Linked DNA regions of Sus scrofa: region 1 is linked to region 2. A link is a contact called in public promoter capture Hi-C data. All regions are on one chromosome and are shown on one strand. Each heading gives the region's core, a stretch centred on a gene start, on an enhancer-like site or on the middle of the called end of the contact. The rest is flanking DNA. Distances are from core to core; before and after follow the strand shown.

Region 1 (7,290 bases), core at 4,097-6,596, 1.5 Mb after region 2:
TTGGGACTTCCCTGGTGGTCTAGTGGTTAGGACTTGGCACTTTTGCAGCTGCAGCATGGGTTCAATCCTTAGATTGAACACAATCAAGCCGCTGCATGCTATGGCCCACCCCCCATGCCCACCTCCCAGCCCCCAAAAAAGTGGTGACAATTTAAGATCCATAAGGAACATCTTCAAATATATATAACAGATACCCAGGAATAAATCTAATAGAAGCCGTGAAAGAGTCATGTGGAGAAAATTATGCAAGCTTTATTATTTAAAGTCAAAAAAGTAGGCTTAAATAAATGGAAATATTTACCATGTCATAGATGAGAAAACGCAATATAGTTAAGATGACAATTCTCCCAAGTAAATCTTTAAATCCAATGTAACTAATACTGAAACTGAAGCAGGGTTTTTTTTGTGTGTGTTATCTGTAAGCTGATCTTATTAAATGGAAGGGTTTTGGTGACTTTGAGGGTCATTTGGAGAAATGTACAAAATACTAATCAGAGATTTATTTAGATTTTAAAAGTTAATGTTCAGTTTATTAAAGTTATAAATCAAAAAACCACCTCTTTCCTTAACCTATTAAATTCAGCCAAAAAAAAAAAAAATCCTAGGAGGTCCCGTCATGGCTCAGTGGTTAATGAATCGGACTAGGAACCATGAGGTTGTGGTTTGATCCCTGGCCTCACTTAGTGGGTTAAGGATCTGGCATTGCTGTGAGCTGTGGTGTAGGTTGAAGACGCGACTTGGGTCTGACATTGCTGTAGCTCTAGCGTCGGCTGGCAGCTGTAGCTCCGAACAGACCCCTAGCGTGGGAACCTCCATATGCCGTGGGTGCAGTCCTAAAAAGACAAAAAGAGAGAAAAAAAAAAATCCTAAACTATTTGTTAGTCTAGCAACTTTTCACAATTACTCTTAAGAAACTTTTGGATAAAATTTAGTTTCATGCTAAATATTTGTTTGTAAACATTTTATACCATACCTTTCATGTAATACTTTAGTTTTCCTTATAAGCATCGCAATTGTCTGAACTTAAAGAAAATCTTGGAGTTCCTATTGTGGCTCAGTGGGTTAAGGACCCATAGTTGTCTCTGTGATAATGTGGGTTCAATCCCTGGCCTTGCTCAGCGGGTTGAGGATTTCACGTTGCTGCAGACTGCAACATAGGTCACAGGTGCAGCTTATATCTGGTGTTGATGTAGCGTAGGCCTCAGCTGCAGCTCAGTTCAACTTGTGGCCTGGGAACTTCCATATGTTGCAAGTGCATCCATAAAAAGAAAAAGAGAGGGAGTTCCCCATTGTGGCTCAGTGGAAACAAACCTGATTAGTATCCATGAGGATGCAGCTTCCATCCCTGGCCTTGCTCAGTGGGTTAAGGATCCAGCATTGCTGTGAGCTGTGGTGTAGGTTGCAGATATAACTCGGATTCCATGTTGCTGCGGCTGTAGCATACACTGGCAGCTGTAACTAGATTCGATCCCTAGCCTGGGAAGTTCCATATGCCACACCTGTGGCCCTGAAAAAACAAAAAAAAAAAGGAAAATCTTTTCATGTACTTAAATTATTTTCACAAATCTAATTAATCAAATTTACAAATATGTAAAAAAAAATCAACCAAGGTCTCATATATTCCACCTCACTGTATAAAACAGTGCTGAACTATGCCCCCCGCCACCCGGTGCAAATTCAGACAATGAAGTCCTAATAACCCCCAGTAACTCAGAATGTAATCTGGAGATAGGGCCTTTCTGTAAAAAACAAGGTCATATGGGTGGCCTCTAAGAGAGAAAATGCCTGTCTTCAAGACAAGGAGAATCCTTAGAATGAAGCCAACCTTCTCAACACCTTAATCTTGGACTTTGAGCCCCCAGAACTATCAGGAAATTAATTTCTATTGTTTAAGCCACCCGGTTTGCGGTACTTTGTTTTGGCAGCCATGACAAACTAATACCCCTTGGCTCTTAGTTGATACATATAAATGTATTTTCCATCTAGTTCTAAATTTCTTTGAATTTGAGGTTTTTCTCTCATATGCTTAGAATCATGCTTAATAATAATATTAATTTTCATGCCTTTATTTGACTACTCAATCACAATTTCCATGCAGATTTTACTGACAGTTCTAAATTCATGTGAAAGAGCAAAGGCTCAAGAATAGTTATGATACTTATGAAAGAAAGATATTGTACAGGCTTTCACCCTGTCAGATATCAAATCTTATTATAAAGGAACAATAATTAAGATTTGTGTTACTGGTATGCATATAGACAAAAGAGACTAATAAAAACGAATGCCCAGAAACAGACCTATGCATATATAACTGGAGCATTAAAGATGAGTAGTGAAAGGATGACTATTTAATGGGTGATTGATAGTCACTGGGAACTAGTTAGCTATATAGGAGCATATTTTAAAATTAGATCCCTAAAGGAAAGCAAAACAAAACAAAAACATCCAGGTGGGTTAAATTTTTAAATATGAAAAACCAAAATTCTAAAACTTTTAAGAGAAAATGAAGGAAATTACTTTTTACAGCCCCGGAGTACAAAAGAGTTTTCTTGGAGTTCCCATCGTGGCTCAGCAGAAACAATCTGACTAGGAACCATGAGGTTGAGGGTTCGATCCCTGGCCTCACTCAGTGGGTTAAGGATCCGGCGCTGTGGTGTAGGTCATAGACCTGGCTCGGATCTAGCGTTGCTGCAGCTGTGGTGCAGGCCGGTGGCTACAGCTCCGATTTGACCCCTAGCCTGGGAAACTCCATATGCCATGGATGTGGCCCTAAAAAAAAAGAGTTTTCTTGATTTCATTTTTTAAGCCAAATGCCAAATGCACAAACCATAAAGTAAGGCTGATACATCTGACTACTTCGGTATAACAAATGATACCACAAAGAAAGAGTAAGATGAGCCCCAGACTGGAACAAAATATTTTCCTTGCATGTTACTGGCAGGCCTAGAATCCTGAATATTTAAAGATTTCCTAAAAAATTAGTAAGAAAAAAACAAACATCCCAATAAGAAAAATGGAGCAAGGATATGAATATGCAAGTCACATGAACAGGAGTATAATAGGCCAATAAACACATAAAAAACATACCCAGTCTCCCTAGTAAGCAAGGATATGCAAATTAAAGGGACAATGAAATTTCAGTCACCCACCGAATTTGAAATTTTTTTTTTAATGTCTGAGGACACCAGGTTTTGAGAAGGATGTAGATCAAAAGAAATTCACATTCTGCTGGTGCAGCTGCTTTGGAGAATAATTTGGCAATATCGAGCAAAGCTTGCAGATGCTCATCCCTTTCTCAACTACTTTATTCCTATATACATGCCCTAAAGAAATTCCTTTATGTGAAGAATGTATGTACAAGAGTATTCACTGCAGTCTTGTCTCTTATGACAAAAATGTGAAGTTAAATGTCTGTTATTACACTGACATATTTTGGTATATTAATTTAGTAGCATACTAAATACACAATAGTAAAAATGAGCTAAAGCTACATAATCAACATGGATATTGACAAGGGAAAAAACTTTTATAACAATGCATAAAGAGTGTCAATGAGGCTTTAAAACCTACATAGTAAAAACGTCTATTGTTTATGGATATACTAATTTTCAGCAGTCAAAAAACCAGACTCAGAATGTTTCTAAATTCAAGAGAGGATCCTGAAATGAATGAATTAGGGAGCCGGATACAGAGAATTCTTCGAGTTTATTTGTATAGCTTTATTTCTTTCAAAAATGAAAACCAAAATAAAATAACAAACTTGGAAATGAAAATGGCAAAATGGCAAGGTATGATATATCTGGATGGTAAATCCACAGGTATGCCTTATAATAACCTCTATGTTTCAGAAATGAAATATTTGTTATAACCAAGTTCACACTTAAGGGGGAAGTTTTTTTTTTTTTTTCCAATTTTTGGTACAGGCATTTGATCCCAGAGGGAACTGTTTTACCACTAAAATTTTTTAATAAAAATTATATATATTTAAGAGGTGCAACATGATTTGATATACATATACACAATAAAATGGTACCACAAACTAATTAACATATTCACCTCCTCACAATTTTTAGTATTGATACAGTATTAACTATAGTTAACTATAGAGCTCTAAACTTACTAGTCCTATCTAACCGTAACTTTATACCAGAATAAAGATACTTTAAAGTTATCTTTCTCCCAGTAAAGAATTTATTTGGCCGTCATACAGGTTTTTTTAATCCATTCATCAGATGTTTTTTGAGAAACAATCTCTGCGAGGCTCTGTGGCTAGCATAACAGAAGCATATGATACAAGACATCATCTCTTTTTCATTAATATTTTTAAAAATATTACTATTTGAATTTATTGAACTTCGCATTTTGGGGTTTTCTTTGTGGATTTCATGCTACAAATAGATCAAGTAGATAGATGTCTCACCCTCAAAAAAAAAAAAAGACATCATCAAAAAAGTAGTTTTTCTCAAGTAGTTTGTATTCGTGTGGGGAAGTTCTTAAACCAAAAACTGGATATAAAGTGATAATAACAAAGAGATGTACAGGATGAAAAGAATTTACATCTGTCTGGAGTAGCCAAAGTCAATTTCAGGGAGATACTTTCGAGCTGACTTAAAAGGGAGAAGTGTTTGCCAGGGGAACAAAAGCATTCCACGCAGATGGAACAGCTCGTACAGAGAACTGGAGAGAGCAGCACGGGAACGTTTGAGAAGTAGAGGCTGAGGGCCTGTAGGTGGGGTGAAACTTGTTGGGAGGATGTCAAAATTAGAAGCTCAAAAGGAGGAGCCTGTTGTGGGGGCCTGAATGTGTCGGAACTGGTGCTGTACTTAGGTCACTAGGCGGGAAACGGCGGCCCCGCAAGCGATGAAAGAAGTTTCCACACAACTTGTAAGAGACATGGCTGGGGTCAGACCTTGAGTTTCCTGACTTCAGGGTGATCCACCCCTGGTTGTGAAACGGCTACTGTACCCTCTGTAGCTCCGAAAGCGGAATTGCACAAAGAGCTCCTTTCCCCAGTTGCTTACAGCCTTGTACTACTTGTTTCCCACTTCCTCTCGGCCCCCCATCCGCCCGAGGATGCTTCCTGCCTCCCAAACACCGCAGTCCATTCAGTCTCTCAAACCCACACACAGAGGTCCCAAGAAGTCTCTGCGAACCAACCCTCGGAAACCACAAGTCCCAGCATGCAAAGCTCCTGTTAGAAAAGGGCCGCTAGATGGACCAGCATGCAACGCTCTGCGAAGGAGGCGGGGCTCTCTATAGGGAAGGCCCACTGGTAGCGTTGCCGAGGCAACTCCAATTCCGTGACAGAATACACTTCCGCCTGGGAGGCCGGGGACCGCGAGTCGCGCTGCTTTGTCGCTGTGACGCCATCCACCTGCGGCCGCGCGTGTACAGAGGTTCCGGCGGGTGGCTCCTCTCCGGCTTGAAACCTTAGAGCGGCTTCTTCTCGTCTGCGGCTTCTGACCTGCGAGCAAAGGAAAAAGCAACGAGATGACAGACCGCTACACCATCCACAGCCAGTTAGAGCATCTGCAGTCCAAATACATCGGCACCGGCCACGCCGACACCACCAAATGGGAGTGGCTGGTGAACCAGCACCGCGACTCCTATTGCTCCTACATGGGCCACTTCGACCTTCTCAACTACTTCGCCATTGCCGAGAATGAGAGCAAAGCGCGAGTCCGCTTCAACTTGATGGAGAAGATGCTGCAGCCTTGCGGCCCGCCCGCCGACAAACCGGAGGAGAACTGAGACCTCACCGTCTCACCGCTGTACGTGAGCACCTCTCTGCGTTCCTCCGGTTTGTCGTCATTCCCGCGGGTTCCTCTCCCAAGTGGACGGATTCTTCATAGCTCTGCTTTTCGTGCTTTCTTTGTACAGAGGTCCTTACCCGGGGCGTTCCGTCCGACCTGCCTTCCTGTGGAACAAAGTGTTGGGAGACCCGTCATAACCCCTGAGAAACTGAACAGTGGAGAGATCCTAAAGTCTGCAGACGTTAGAGGAGATATGGCTGGAGTGAGATGGGATTAAGAGGCTCGTTTTTGGCTAGTTGACTGTCTTCGTTGCTTTTTCTATAAAGTTTAGAAATGTTTCGGTCTCTTGGTGTGGACTACTTGTGTTCTGGTGGAGGGGCCAAGGAGGGCTCTGGGACTGTGGTTTGCCGGGTGGCGGGGGGTATAAAGAAGGGAAGGGTTGGGGAGGGGTTCAACAGTAGCACAGGGCCAAAGTTCGTTGCCAGACACTTAAATACGCTCTTTATAATATTCTCCAACCCTGACTTCTCCCAGGAACTTTTCTCAGGCCCTTAACACATTCACTATTGAGGTTTGTGATCACTGTGTCCTTTTTCTTTCATACAAAAAAAAAAAATCTTGACTCGCTTTGCCTTCTCTCTGTAGATTACACCTCTTTCTTTTGGAAATACGTGGACATATCTTGAGTATTGACAAACTGTCAAATTAGTTCTTAAATTCATTCAGCAAATACGTGTTGAATTTTATGTGGCAGGCTTTAAGGACCTATATTACACTGGTTGGGGGAGCAGAAGACCACAAAATTTGCAGACATAAGCAAGCACATGTTGGAGGGTGCTGTGGAGAATGAGAGTAGCAGTAGGGTTGCAGTTTTAAGTAGAATGCTCAGGAGTTCCCATCCTGGCTCAGCGGAAACAATCTGACTAGGATCCATGAGGATGCAGGTTTGGTCCCTGACCTCACTGAGTGGGTTAATGATCCGGCTTTGCTGTGAGCTGCAGTGTAGGTGGCAGATATGGCAGGGATCCTGTGTTGCTGTGGCACAGGCCAACAGCTACAGCTCTGATACAGTCCCTAGCCTGAGAACCTCCATATGCCACCGGTGTGGCCCTAAAAAAAAAAAAATCCATAAATAAGATGTTCATGTTAAACTATTGAGAAGGTAACATTTAAGCAGAGACTTTAAGGAAATGAGGGAAATACCATGCGGAAAACTGGGGAAATCGTTTCCCAGGTAGAGGGAACTGCCAGTGCAATGTTCCTACTACAGGGATTGTGGCAGGCTTACTGGAAAAACAGCAAACAAACAAGTATGATTGAAGGGAGTGAGTGAGGGAAAGAGTAGAGGGATAGATTATGGAGGGAAACAGATAAAAGTAGAGCCTGATTGGCCAGTGTAAGGACTTGTGGCTTTTACCCTAAAGAGGTGGGGAGCCATTGGAAGATTATTAAGTGATACAGTCTGACATATTTTAGATCAGTGGGTCTCAAATGTTTTGACCTTTGGACATAATTACATTCTTAGAAATTCTTCAAG
Region 2 (7,142 bases), core at 845-3,344:
AGCTAATCAGGCCAGAATAAACGATGTATTTGAGCAACTGAAGACAGGAGTTGAGACTTTACTCCATGAGCATTAGAGAGCCACCACAGATATTCGAATAGAGAAATGAGAAGATGAAATGAATATCTTAGAAAGAACTATGTTGTTGGTGGGTTTAAGGTGAGAAGAACTGAAGGAGGAAAGATTGGTTAGGCAATAGCAGTAGTCCATATCTGCCTAGGATGGTAACAGGAGTAAACATGAAAGATGAGAAGAAAGGATTTCTTTTTCTTTTTTCTTTCTGCCTGGACATGGAAAATTATTGTGTTGGAGAGGGCAAAGAAGACTGTGAGGTTTACAACCTGACAGCTGGTGGGGGTGGAGGGTGGGGTGGAGGCAGGAGGTGACCCAGTGTCAGCTAGGTTTCTTAGTAAAGGGGAAAGCCCCAGCTTTCAAAAAGCATAAACTGCAATCATGTGACTTTACAGCTGGAAGGGGCTTTAGAGTTCATCTGTTCAGCTCTTCATTTTATAGGAAGGCAGCTGAGGTTCAGGGCAGCATGTGACTCAATCCAGGACAGTGAGCAGAGGAGGGCACCTGTTAACAGTACCCATACCTTCTCCCACAGAGTCTCACTGCCTGCTTCACCGTCTGTTCTGTCTAGTTCTCTGGACAGTGGTTCTCAAACTCTGTATTAAGGACCAGTGCCCATCTGCAGCCAAATTAGACAAAATAAGAAAAAAGAGCCTGAATCTTTCAAAAAGCTAAATGTCTTCATTTAAAGAACAAATCTTTACTGGGTGAAGATGTCCTTGCTAATAATTAGTGTTAAAATCTTCCTTCATGTAGGAAATGAGTGGCCAATTTTTACCATCTTTTTTACTTTTTTAAATTTATATTTGGCCACACCCCTTGGCATGTAGAAGTTCTCAGGCTAGGGATCCAACCCTATGCCACAATGTAACCAGAGCCACAGCAGTGACAATGCTGGATCCTTAACCCACTGAGACACCAGAGAACTCCTTTACTGTCTTTTTAACTACAATAAAAAGGTAGTAAACAAAGTTCCTTTTTCAGACTTAAAAAAAAAAAAAGTTCTTGAAAAATCTAAAGTCCGAGAGCCATTTCTTAGCATGACAAATTATGTGTGATCTATCTTTACCTAGACACACCTAGTCACAAAAAAGTATTACAAAACACTGCTTTTCTGCCTGTGACCCCACCAGCAAGGCTGGGGTCACAGCCATCTTCTCCTTATCCTTTCCTTGTTTTAGGGCTGGGCCAGGATCCACGGGATGGTCACTGTGGTTGAGGTGAGGGGAAGAGAGATACCTGTTTCTCAGCACTCGGAATCACTATTCCATCTGTCCTTCTGCCTTAGATTAAGGCATGGTGGTAGTAGGGGGAAATGGACCCCAATTCTTTGAATATGGCCATGTGATATTTCTTCAGTCATTTGTAAAGCATCCTACAAAAGCTTCAAGCCACCTTTCCAGCTAGATCATGTCGCCTTTCCCACGTAGACAACCTCGTTGCTATGGTCTGTGTGGGGGATTAGTCTCTCACAAAAGGCAGACTAGTGGGCTGCTCTGCCAGGGCTGCAGAAAAGGTTGAATCCTGCTGGGCTGAGCTCAGACTCCAGGAAGTAGAAGCCGAAAAGAATCCGCTAAGTCACAGGACTCCTGCACACTCAGCCAGCTGCAGGTAGGCCTGATCATCAAAGATTCAATGAGAGCGACCTAATGGGAAGACCACTGCACCCAGAGTTAAGGGACCTGGGTTGCTTCTCCAATTTAGGGAGGTAAACAATACTTTCTTCTTGGGCCTCTTTCCTCAATTCCAAAAGCACGCGTCTAGGATTCCTTTCAGGAATACAAGTTTCCAACATCCAACAGGATTTGGTAGACGTGCAAGGTAGGAACCAAGTAGGGTCCAGCGGAAACCCCCGGTGGGACGCGCGAGATTCAGGGAGCTCCAGCGGTGACTCTCCGCCACGTTGCTTCCGGGAAGCGAAAGAGAGTGCGGGCGGGCGCCGTGCGCGCCCCCGCCAAGCTCAGCGTGCGCGTCTCCGCCGGGCTAGACACCGCCCCCAGGCCTGGCTGGGTGGGCGGGGCAGAACTGGGCGGGGCGGGGCGCACGGGGAAGACGGTTGTCCGGAGAGGAGGCCGAAGTGCTGGACGAGGAGGAGCTGGGAGAAGGCGGCGGCCCGGCGGGGCAGAGAGGCAAGGAGGAGGCGGGCTGCGCGGGGGTGTGGGGCTCAGAGCGGCGCCGGGATAGCGCGGAGCAGCCGGGCACGGCGGCCACGGCAGCCAGGGCCTGGGCCGCGGTTCGGCCGGGCCGGCCGGTGAGTGTCGGGGAGGCCTGCAGGGGAGGCCGGCACGTCCCGGGCTGCGCCGGGGACAGAGGCGGCGGCTGGGCCGGGCGAGGCCTTTGGTCCGCGGCGGAGGCGGCCGTGGGGTTTGCGGACTGGGTCTGGGGGGAGTAAACACGGCCCTGTGCCGGCCTCACGGGTCGCGGGGCCGGGGTCCTGGAGCCGTGAGGGCGTCGGCGCCCAGCCTGCCACCCGGCCAGCAGTGGAGGCCGTCAGCAAATGGCGACCCAGACCCCGGGGGCCGACCCCCGTGTCACCCGGGCTCCTCGGGTGTCTGGGCTTTGAGAAGGGGTGGAGCAGGCGTTCAACTTAGGAAACCCTGAGAACCTCGAAGACCCGGCTTCTCTTTCCTTTGGCGGTTTAGAAACTTGCGTTCCGTGGGGACTAACGGGTTAAAGTAGGATTGGGAGGCATCCTCCGCCGTCTCTCTCCACGGGACCAGTGAAGTTGGTAACTTTTCCATTCATGGAAGTCAGAGGATCTAAGTCTTAACCTCAGCCCTTGTGAAAGAGAAACATCCTGATTTTATAGATTTGAGGGGTATGACCATTTCCAAGTTATTTGTGTTCTGTCTCGTGGAAGTCCATTGCTTGGAAGGGGGCCATAGGGTGCACACGTTGAATGCAAAATAATCTCCTTTGAGTATGTTTCTAACTCGTGTATTTGAAGAATAGAGACAGAACAGCGTGTTGTTTACATGGTTCTAGTACTCCTTTCCCCTCTCCCTGTGTCTTGTTTTTCTTTCTGAGCCATGTCGTAAGTCTCAGATAAAAGATGCTTGGGAAGGAATTGACCTTTTATTCCATAATTACTTTGTTGACTCTGATCCAAAATGAAGTTATTTATGGTCATTCTCATATTAGTGTAGATTAACTTAAAACTTTAGATACAGAACCCCAAGCTTACTATGGTTTTAATTTCTGTTTTCTATTTCAATACTGTGTTGTGTCCTTTAAGAGATGTAGTAAATTATAGTAACAGAGTTTTTGCATTTTGCTCATATTAAGCTTTTCCAAAGCAGTCCCGTTGTTGACTCGGCAAAAGGGAAAGAGTAGCATAAAATGTACGTTTAGGGTTTTGCTAGGGGTTCAATTTTTTAGTATACGGTTTCGCTGAATCACTGTTATATATGCTTAGTCACTGTTTCTTACTACATAAGTTTAATTGGGGATAACATTATGTTTTGCCAACTTTTTAAATTGCCAGTTTGTTTTCACTTGGTCCTTTAATTCGGTGACATAGTTTTTTCGTGATTCTGGAAATGTTAGTGGGTGGAGTTTTGTAAGTGTTATCAGAGAACTGAAGTTTCCGATATAGGCAAACTTATGCATTCCAAGTGTACTAGGTATTTAATTTCAATCCAGTATTTCTCTATGGCCAGCATTGGAGACTTTTTAATGCAGAGTGTCCTAATAAAATAGGCTATTAAAGAAAAATAATGCCTATTTTGAGATAATGTATATAGTTGAGAGGTACTTTAAGGTCACCAAAATAGGCACTGTTTAATGTATTTTTACTATGTGGTATAATATGTTGCTAAGATGTAACTTTTAATGACATAAGCCTTATATGCTATTCTGTATAGTTTTAGATAAATAATTTTAACTGAATTACCATGACTTTGTTTCTTTAGACAGAGTTACTGCATGCTGTGGAAAAATGTATTTGTAGAATTTATTGATGTTAAAGTCTTCAGTCAAAAGGTTGTATAAAATATTATTTCATTTCAAATTTATTTTGATGAAATAGGTGAGATTGGCCTTGTTTAGTAGTGGTTTTGACACTGTAGGTAGTAGATAGTTAAATACAGATAAGCATGCCTCAATCACAACCCAGTCTGAAAAACTTTTACAAAAAGGGTATGTCCTTTTTTTTTTTTAAAAAAAGAGTGGTAGTGTTAGCATTAGATAGTTCTTCATATGACTGCTTTTAGTAAGCTTTTTACATATAAATGACCTGATTTAAAAATGATTATACATAAAGCTTTGTGCATGTAGATGTGGCTGTTGTGTAGAGTGAGGTATATCTGTTTTCTGAGAAATACAAGTTTGTATCCTACTGGACACGCCCTTAATTATAATCGACCTTTGTAGAATTCTAGGTTGTTTTCACCATTCAGTAATTGCCTCAAGGTGACAAAGCTGAGAGTCCTTGGAAGCCCATTCCGCTGTGCATGCTGCCCATTTTAATAAGCTGAATTCTGCCATTTGGGTGAATTATTTTTATCTGAGTATCAGCTCAAATAAGTTCTGGTATGGGTATTAAATATTTATAGTTATTATTTTAATTTCTGATGTAAGTTTCTAGTAATTCCATTTGCTTATTTAGTGGAGAACAGTTGCAAATAGTTAGAACTTTCGCTTTGGAACAAGCTATCCATAACCATATTTAGAAATGGAAGATGTATGTTTTGATCATATCATAACTGGAAGGGTAAAAACTTGAAAACAAAATTCCATATAATGAGGTCATCATTCTATAAATAGAAAGTCAGAACCAAAATTTAATAAAAGAGTGTATACAGTGTAACCCATTTAGCCATTTTGGATTTATCAGTAGGGTATGTACTTTGGGTTGAGAATTTAATGAGTTTGGATTTTTGATCTTGTCTCATCATCCCACCCCACCCCGTTTTTAAAAATGTCTGAGTGAAGTTATAAATTTATTATGGTTTTTAGTCTTTTTTGTTTTGTTTTGTTTGGCTGCACCTGTGGTGTGTGAAAGTTCCCAGGCCAGGGATCCAACCCATGCCACAGCAGTGACAACGCCTGATTTTTAATATTATGGTCTTTAAAACTTTGAGTGCACCTGATCAGTAAATCAGCCAGCAAATGTTTGTGTTTACTATGTAGTACCTCCAACTATACAAGAAGGATGGGATTTGCTCTGGAGGAGTTAAAACTGATTGGTAGATATAAAATTTCCATTGTAGACCTAATTGTAATAATAATTAACTAGTTGAACAAGTCTGTCTATAGCTCCACCTTAGCCTTACATTGAAGCTACATTTTATTTTCTCAGTAAAATTCTTTTTAATCTAATATCATATTAATTGTAATATTAAAGAAGTATGCTTGATACCACTTCCTTTTTTGAGCTTCCCATCCTTATGTTATACATACTCAGGCACCTGCACATGTGCAGACACCACTGCTGCTTTTCTTTTTGAATTGGATGCTTCTGTAGTCAGTAACCTATAGCCAGACTGCAGGGTTGATTAAGGAATTAAAATAGTTGAACAATAAACAGGTAAATGTTTGCTTATGTGCCTTTTATTACTATTATTTTTAAGATTTTAAAACTGTGGACGATTGAAATCGTCCTTGATTTTCTTTTCCCTTTGATTTGTTTTTATGATGAACAGTTTAGCTTAGTCCATATCTAATACCTAGAACATATGAGCTAGATACTCAATAAATATTTGAGTACTTTTGACTTTCTATAGCTGGTACAGTGAGGTAATTTTGACTCAATCTGGTTGACTAATACTAGATTTTTTTCATGAATTATGTAGTTTTCCATGAAATCAAGAATTGCTTTGGAGTCCATTTGGTTATTTCTTGTATTATAATTATTGCATTTGTTCATGTTTTTTGAATAAGTGAGGCTCTGATCAAGGCCCAGTTTTGAATACAGGGAACATAGGAATGAATGAGACAGACAGTCCTTCCTCCTTTGTGGAGCTTATCGTTTTCCCAAGGAGATAGATGTTAAACAGGGTAATGATTTACTTACAGTTAAGAGTAGTATTACCAAGGGAAAAGGCCAATGTGTAATAGCACATAAGTACAATATGGCATCCTTACCTTGCCTTTGAGTATGTGGAAAAGTAATATTTAAGCTGACATATACTCCAGGCAATAGTTGGGGAGGGAAAGGAGAGAGAGTGTGCGTATTTGTGTCTTGGAGGCAGAGGCAGACATTAAGAACAGCCTGAGGCAGCATGCTGTATTGAGTATTTGGGTGGCTTGACTTAGAATATTTTAAAATCATGCTAATTTACAGTACTTTATCTCCTTACATATTTTAGTGAATTTGGAAAAATAAAAGGAATACTTTTTTGAGGTCAACATCTTTATGTCTAGAAATAGCCTTAAATGACAAGGCCTCGTTTCATTGTATGGGAAAATGCCATGTCTTAAAACTCTTTCTGTGGGTTGCTTGTCAGCCAGAGTGTGAATTGGCCAAGAATTTCTGTTAGAGAAGATTGAAACTATTGTAAAGCATTTAATCATTTACAGTATTTTCTAGTCTAGTGAAACTTTTTATAGTCATTCGACTTTAAGTATAAATAGGTATGTTATTTGGAATGTTAAGATTCCAAGAGTTTTTTAAGAAACTTAATATTGAGGAATCTTAAATTAAGCTCATCTTGAACTTGAAGCCTCAGTTTCAGCAACATGTTTTCTACTGGACTTGCTGTGTCACTGTTCAACTGTGATAAATAGGGGATTGATGTTTTAAACCTGTTTTCGTAGGATTTATGAGTAATTATGAAGTACATTATGGAGGCATGTTTAATTTGGTAATAGAGTTCTTGAAAGAGGATGGTTCTGGAAATTTTAAATTCTGAAACTGAAGGTTCTATCCCCAGAATACTCTTTGGGTATTTTCTAGTGCATTTTTAAAAACTTATTTAATATATTTAATTGTAAATTAAAATTAAAATTTGGTTCCTTTCTTTGTATAGCTGTTTTGAGAATGGTTAAATTTATATTGTTTCACGCATTTACACTGAGCATTATAAATATAAATTATTTTAAAAATAATTTAAAACACTTAGGTTCAAAGT

What was found. Promoter capture Hi-C pulls out the DNA fragments that hold promoters and counts their contacts.
Region 1: a contact with region 2 is called in a promoter capture Hi-C map of liver, with 4 times the contacts expected there. The contact joins the promoter of SF3B5 here to the promoter of FBXO30 in region 2. A contact is called at or near these places in 2 of 5 promoter capture datasets (fetal skeletal muscle and liver) and 1 of 47 Hi-C or Micro-C datasets (embryonic fibroblasts).

Annotation. Positions count from the first base shown.
Region 1 is chr1:21,225,918-21,233,207 of Sscrofa11.1, forward strand. SF3B5 (splicing factor 3B subunit 5) reads left to right here and starts at 5,347. Exons shown (of 2, transcript XM_003121152.4): 1 at 5,347-5,771; 2 at 5,881-6,097. The coding sequence starts at 5,491. The coding sequence ends at 5,751.
Region 2 is chr1:19,754,138-19,761,279 of Sscrofa11.1, forward strand. FBXO30 (F-box only protein 30) reads left to right here and starts at 2,095. Exons shown (of 3, transcript XM_003121151.4): 1 at 2,095-2,201.